Regions from separate parts of the Mus musculus genome. Here region 2 is linked to region 1. Evidence: chromatin contacts called from public HiChIP or PLAC-seq data. All regions are on one chromosome and are shown on one strand. The core of a region is the stretch at or near the end of the contact, and the rest is flanking DNA. Distances in the headings are between cores, read along the strand shown.

Evidence for each region. HiChIP or PLAC-seq counts read pairs in DNA pulled down with a chosen protein or histone mark.
Region 2: a contact with region 1 is called in an H3K27ac HiChIP or PLAC-seq map of hepatocytes, with 2.6 times the contacts expected there. The contact joins two enhancer-like sites. A contact is called at or near these places in 5 of 39 promoter capture datasets (the C10 cell line, liver, stem cell-derived epiblast-like cells and 1 more), 11 of 484 Hi-C or Micro-C datasets (8-cell embryo, embryonic stem cells, liver and 1 more), 7 of 115 datasets of contacts at active chromatin or transcription factors (embryonic hindbrain, embryonic stem cells, hepatocytes and 2 more) and 3 of 9 other capture datasets (adipose tissue, liver and pancreatic islet).

Annotation. Positions count from the first base shown.
Region 1 is chr9:63,127,828-63,131,293 of GRCm38.p6, reverse strand. No RefSeq gene overlaps it. Among named protein-coding and RNA genes, the nearest start is that of Gm25064, 3.7 kb to the left of the region's middle. Within about 2 kb of position 1,298, at least 7 of the 459 cell types and tissues checked have an H3K27ac peak or open chromatin away from gene starts, as enhancers often do. A contact at or near this core is called in hepatocytes, where this site is marked.
Region 2 is chr9:63,199,938-63,203,626 of GRCm38.p6, reverse strand. All of the region lies in intron 19 of Map2k5 (mitogen-activated protein kinase kinase 5), which reads left to right. Among named protein-coding and RNA genes, the nearest start is that of Skor1, 55 kb to the right of the region's middle. Within about 2 kb of position 2,081, at least 17 of the 459 cell types and tissues checked have an H3K27ac peak or open chromatin away from gene starts, as enhancers often do. A contact at or near this core is called in hepatocytes, where this site is marked.

The sequences.
Region 1 (3,466 bases), core at 49-2,548:
AGGTAACAAAATCTTGAGTCCTAATATGACTTTTGTATTCTGTTTACAAAGGTAAAATATGCTGGGCGTCCCTGAGGTGTGCAAACCTCCCACTGCAAATGGATCTGTAGCAGCCATTGTGGACCTTCCCTCAGCCCCCAAGGCCCCATGTGGATGTGGGCGCCTCGGAGTGATTTGTGCCTAGAGCAGAGGTGGGACCAAGTGCAAGGTAATTAGGTCACAGGGCACCACTCGTGAAGATTTATTTATTTATTCCTTTTATTTATATGAGTACACTGTAGCTGTCTTCAGACACACCAGAAGAGGACATCAGATCTCATTACAGAGGGTTGTGAGCCACCATGTGGTTGCTGGGAATTGAACTCAGGATCTCTAAAAGAAAGCAGCCAGTGCTCTTAACGGCTGAGCCATCTCTCTAGCCCTCACCATGTGATTTTTCACATGTAGCCTAAAGGAGGCCAAATGCATCTCTGTGTAGTGATGTAACCAAATACCTTCAGCAAAGACCAAGCAGATGGGGATATCCAGTCACAGATTTTAGCCCTCCAAAATTGTAAGCTGTATAAACCTCTTTTCTGTACAGATTCCCGACCTTGGGTGTTTCGTTATAGTATCAGAAAACAGACTAAGAGAATGGGTAAATGGAAGAGATTAAATGGATAGGGCATGCGGCTGGAGGAGAGCTCACATGATGGAACCCCTTAAGCGGAGAGAGAACCAAGGGATCATGACTTCACAGAGAGTCTCGGTCCCCCAGGGCTTAGGCCCTAGAGCAGAAGTGTGGGTGCTATTGAGGGATGGCTTTGGCCAGCTACAGTGGCAGCAGAGCTCCTATAACCTTCAGAATCATTGGCTTCTCTCCACAATACAGACCTGGGGTGACCTGAATGTAGATAGAATTCCCTGAGTGTCTTGGGCTGTAGAACCCCAAGAGACAAGGTTTGATCACTTGCTCCTGTTGAGAAGAGTTTCCCACCACCTAAGTGAGAGAATGCAGACCGGGTTTGATGATGATGATGATGATGTATTTTGAGACAGAGTCTCTCTACATAGCTCTGGCTGTTCTGGAACTCACTTTGTAGACCAGGCTGACCTCGAACTCAGAAATCGGCCTGCCTCTGCCTCCTGAGTGCTGGGATTAAAGCTGTGGGCCACCACCGCCCGGCTATAAAGCAAAATTTTTTAAAATAAACAAACAAAATAAAACTAAAGAGGAGGAGCCTGAGTCTAAGGGCGGATCTAGCTCTCTCTGCCTAAGTCAGCATATCTGTGTTGTTTTGCAAGGGCACTCCTCCAAACCTTGGCACCCTGGCCTCTGACGTCACTCATCTACCCTGCCATGCTGACAGCGGCATCCGGGTTAGCCACAGCATGAGTCCCAGCAGCCCCTCCGCTGACTGTAGATCACCCGGAAGCAAGCCATTTCCACTTTTCCAGGTGCCAAGCTACTGACTTCTCTTCTAGACTGAAGACATATTTCCTGCCTTTTGGTGTCCAAGTCTGGGGACACTGGGAACGGATAGGTAAGGGCACTGGGAACTCCAGAGAGGTCTGGGCCCTCTCCCAGGGAACAGGAGTAGCTGCCACGCCCCTTACCTGGTGATTGAGACACTTGCCCCCATCAGGAAAGACTCGAAAAACCAGAAAATGAGAGTGCCAAGATGAACCATCACACTGTGTTAATATTTTCACACCACTTAACTCTCATTAAAATGTACTTTGCTGAATTTAATATGTGATTTCAAATGACACAACATATTAAGTGCTTAATATACTAGAAATTATGAAACTATTATAGTCGATGCCATATGAAATAATTAGAGTGAATTAAACTTTAGCAGCCGAGTGAAGGAAAAGCTCTTACAATGTCTGCAAGTCACTTACGCCAATACTGTGACCCCCAAATAAATGTCCAGAAATTAGGCTCTTTAAATAAAAACTGAACTTCATGTGTACTTACATCACAAGGTCTTCTGGGCTTTGGTGACATGGAACATGGCTGCACTGGACAGAAGGTGAGAGGCCCTGAGGTCTCCTCCCAGGGAAGAGTCATGGGCCTTACCTGACTTTGCCCCAGTGACATAACTCAAGTGGCATAAGATGTCAAGATGAGTAGGTCGTCTTTATGTCAGACCGGTATACTGCAGAGCTAAAAATAGAAACAAGCCTTCTCAACTGGCAGGGCTGGCAGGGCTGGCAGGGCTGCACTTTGTGCCAGCTGTTTCCCGTGCAGTTGATCACTTAGCCTTACAGCACATCTGTGCTATTAGCTGCCATTTTCTGCTGAAGAAACTCTCTCTGGACGAGAATCATCGAGGTATTTGATCAGATCCATTGTTGGCCCACATCTCCTTTGTCTGCCTGTAAACTCTTCAGATTTCTCATTGTGTGTGAGCACTAGTGTATGAACACATGCATGTGTGTGTGTGTGTTCTGCATATGATATGTTTGTGGAGGACAGAAGGATGTCCCCTGTTGCTCTCCAATTCCTTTTTAAAATATTTTATTCATGTCTATAAATGTGCGTCCGTGTGGGTGTGTGCAGGTGCTCTCAGAAGCAAGCAGAGGGCCTTACATCTCCTGGGGACGGAGTTATTGTGAGTTGCACAACTTGGGCACTGGGAACTGAACGCTGGTCCCCTGGAAGAGCAGTACTTGCTCCTAACTGCTGGGCCATCTCCACTTTATTCACTTAAGGCAGAGTCTCTCACTGGACTGATTTGGCTGGATGGGCTGCCCAGCAACCCCAGGCACCCTCCTGTTTGCATCTCCTCCATCATGGGATTACAGGCGCACTTCGCCATGCCTGAGTTTTTACATGGACACTGGAGATCAAACAGCAGGCTCTCTACCCACTGAGCTGCCTCCCAGCCTTGAATATTCCTGATTTTTTATTCTTCTCCTCCTGCTCCTCCTCTTCATCCTCTTCTTCTTCCTCCTCCTCTTGTTTTTGTTTTGTTTTGGTTTTTGGTTTTTTGAGACAGGGTTTCTCTGTGTAGTTCTGGCTGTCCTGGAACTCACTCTGTGGACCAGGCTGGCCTCGAACTCAGAAATCTGCCTGCCTCTGCCTACGAAGTGCTGGGATTAAAGGCGTGGGCCACCAAGCCCGGTTTGTTTCTTATTTTTGAGACGGAGTTTCTCTGTGTAGCCCTGGCTGTCCTGGAACTCTCTTTGTAGACCACCTGTCTTAGAGCTCACAGACATCCCCCTGCCTCTACCTCCTGAGTGCTAGGATTAAGGGCATGCACAGTCTGCCATGCTCAGCTTATCTATTTATTTTAAAGATTTGTTTTTAGAACTATATTTATGTGTTTATGTCTATGTGTGAGTGTGTACATGTGTGTGCAGGAGCCCATGGAAGCCAGAGGCATCATCAAATCTCCCTGGAGCTGCAGTTACAGACAGTCGTGAACTGCCTGATGTCTATGCTATAACTCAGGCCTCTGCAAGAGCAGAAAGTGCTCTT
Region 2 (3,689 bases), core at 832-3,331, 72 kb before region 1:
AGTATGAACCACAGGACCTAAGACCAGATATGTTTGGGCCAAGCCACAGGAACATCAGATTTGAATTAAAAGACTTACCATGAAAATATAGAACGTGATTTGGTGTTGGCTTCATGTGATTCTTTAATGTTAACTACTTACTGGCTTGGTACTGTAGCATCAGTGTATCTTAAAATGGGCTATTTTAAATCTTAGAAAGCAGGCCAAACGTGATAGCACATGCCTTTAGTTCAAGTCTAGCCTAGTCTACATAGTGAGTTCCAGGAGAGCCAGGGCTCTGAAGAGAGACCCTGTCTCAAAAAATAAAATAAAGTAAAATAAAATAACAGCTTCAAGAGCTTCCTCTTTTGCGCATGTGTATGAGGAAGGAGGGGACAGGAACATATGTGTACACATGTCTACACTCATGACCAGATGCATGTGCTGAACTCAGAGGTCGGTCTGGTCAGGAGTCCTCTGTCACTCTACCTTCTTCCTTTCAGGCAGGGTCTCTCATTCTTTGGCCCGGCTGACAGCAGCCAGCCCTAATGCTCACCCTGTGTCTATTCCCCTTGGTGCTTGGTGCTAGGTATTTGCAGAAACACACCCGTGGGTGCTGGGCTCTGAACTTCAGTCTTGATCCTTGTGTACCACTGAGTCATCTCTCCAGCCCCTCCCCCATTAGAAGATTTTACTGCATTTTAACATTGATCATAGAACTCACAAAGTCAATAGCCCAAGATTGTTTAGTTATCCCTCTGTCTCCCATATGTCAGTAAAATAAAATCCTGGTTTGGAGGGATACCTGTATTTGTACAAATAGAAACGTTCATGGTGTTAATACCGCATGTGCTCCCTGCGGTGAGGGGAGAGGACAGGTGAAGAGCAAAGGCTCAGGGCTGCCATTCCCTGATACCCTATCAGTCATCCCACAGAGCCAGCCTCACCGTCTTTGATGTGGTAGGTGCTCGCTTGAGAAAACTATCATGTGACTGAGAAATACATAATTTTCCATTTGGATGTACTCTGAATTAACCACCACATTGTTGTAAAAGTCCATTGTTGTCTTTACTTCTGAGTGAACATAAAACTGAAGTCCTCAGAAATATGTCTTAAAGATTCCTCAACCTTGCCAGTTGTGACAAAGCAAGGATCTAAGAATTTCAGCTTCCTGCGAATTTTTTAAAAATAGTTTTTTCTTTTTGAGAGTTCTCACCTAATATGGTTTTAGATTCTCATTCAGTTGGAGAGAATAGAGATCCCTACTTCCCACTTACAACTCCCATAAGTCAAACACAGTAAAGCAACCAGGACTCCAACATGAGCACAGACGTGGGCCCTGACCTTATTCAGACACGTGATTATTTGTGGGGACAGGAGTAGGGTGTATTAGAGGTAAAAATTAATGTACAGGTCCTTTCAAAGATTTATTTTTACTTTTTAAAGTGTATGCATGTGTGTGCATGTCTGCATGTAGGTGGATGCATATGAGTGCAGTGCCCATGGAGGACAGAAGAGGGCATCAGATCCCCTGGAGTTGGGGTTGCAGGCAGTTGTGAGCGTGCAGTGCTGGGAACCAAACCTCTGGAAAAGCATTCCGATTCCAACCACATGGTGATCCTTAAAGCCGAGGAACATGGTTTTCAAACCGGATATTCTTTTACAAAAGTGACCCCCTCTTTGGTTGCCTCAAAAGCCTTTTCTTATTTGTGCTTTCTGTATAAGGAATATCTGCCCTTCCTGCCCTTGTAGTCGGTCACAAGTTTGCTCATTGGAAGACTTAACTGTGTGATCTGGCAGCAACTGTAGTTCTTCCACCTCAGTGAATATGCAGGTACACACACACACACACACACACACACACACGATTTTCTGCTACTTGCCTTTGTTTTATGCCTGAGTACCTTGCTGACAAGTGCTAATAACAAAATACCCAGAGAGAGAGAGTCCAGTTGAAGTTAGCACACATTAAACATTCCAGACTTGTCCCTTTGCTCAGAGATTGTGCATAATTAATAATTAAACAGTTTGGGTTGTAATGGGTTGACCTCTCTGAACTGTTCATTACTCACAAGGCAAAGGCGTCATTCAAACTTTGTTCCCAGTGTCCTTCGCTGTTGTCTGGTGTGCGGCCTGCCCGTGTTTGGTTGTTCAGCAGAAGGGCTGACCAGATAGTTACGAAGCCTCTGAGATTGGCAGACACACACACACACACACACACACACACACACACACACACACACACACGCCACCCCTGTATGCCGAGAACTGCTTACTAAAATGCTTCGTGGTGGCTGCTGTCAGTCATTTAGCAGTTACCTGCTTGGTGGCAGGATACAGTTTGTGGTCCTTAGCAGGATTTTAAAGTTGTTTTGGGATTCAATCTCAGGTTAAAGGTTTTGGCTAAGGTTGTGCCTGCTCCTGCAGTCCAGACCTTCCTGCTTAGATGTTTACAAGAAAGCCCTCGGGGTGACATCCGGAACCCAGGACCTAAAGGCTTCTATGACCCATTTTTTTTTCCGAGACAGGGTTTATCTGTTTAACCCCTGCTGTCCTGGAACTCACTTTGTAGACCAGGCTGGCTTTGAACTCAGAAATCCGCCTGTCTCTGCCTCCCGAGTGCTGGGATTAAAGGCGTGCGCCACCACGCCCGTTCTTCCCGGTTTCCACCAGATCTTGAGACATTTAGAGTACCGGCTTCCTCAGTCAGCATGTCTGTTTCCAAACGCATGTCTTCTTCTTGCCTGAGCCCTGTTCCCAGAGGACATTTGGATGTGTAGCAACATGTACTTTACTGGCGTCTCTGACTCCTCACCCCACCCCTCAATGGGTCTCAGTCCCCAGTCCCCGTCAGTCCCACAATGACGAGGTGCTTCCCCTTCCGGTGGACCCTCAGGAAGCCAGAGCCTAATTTTTAAGTATGTGTCTGACCTTGCTTCTTCCCTAAACTTTGAACAAAATAACAAGATAGACCTGTTCTTAGAGGGTTTCTCATCCTGAGCTATACAAACTACTACTACTACTACTACTACTACTACTACTACTACTACTACTACTACTACTACTACTACTACTTCTTCTTCTTCTTCTTCTTCTTCTTCTTCTTCTTCTTCCTCTTGCTCTTGAAAGCATCTCTTCAGCAGTATGACTGTTGGCAGACTGTTAGTGCGCTGCTCTCTTGTATGTTAACAGCTGCTTCTGTGGAACACTAAGTCTCCAGGGTCAGCCTTGCCTGTTTTCTCCACCACCCTCTAGCCAGCCCTCTGATTCTCAGAATAGGTCTCCTTGAAGCATGCAAGAGATGTGGGTTTTAAAATGAAAAAGAAATATCTGATGGCATGCACTTGAGATTAGATTGTCCCCCCCCCCCACATCTCTGATGAGTGATTTCTTCTAGACCCCACTGAGATGAGAATCTGCTCTCTGCGACTCTCCAAAGTCAACATGGGCTGCTGTTGTCAGAAGTAAAATAAATTATTCACGTCTACCACCCGGTGTTCCATAGTTTTATAATATGAGACATGTAACAGGCCATAATATTAGGTCTTAAATAAAATTAAATATCCACATAAGATGCTGCGTGTCTCATTTTCCTTCTGCTGTGTTAAAGTGACCCCTTCCTCAGGCTGCCATGTCTCTGAGTCATAAGTGACTCTTGCTTGACATTCCACCTTGCAGCAAAGGCTACATTAGCATCATGCTTTATACAA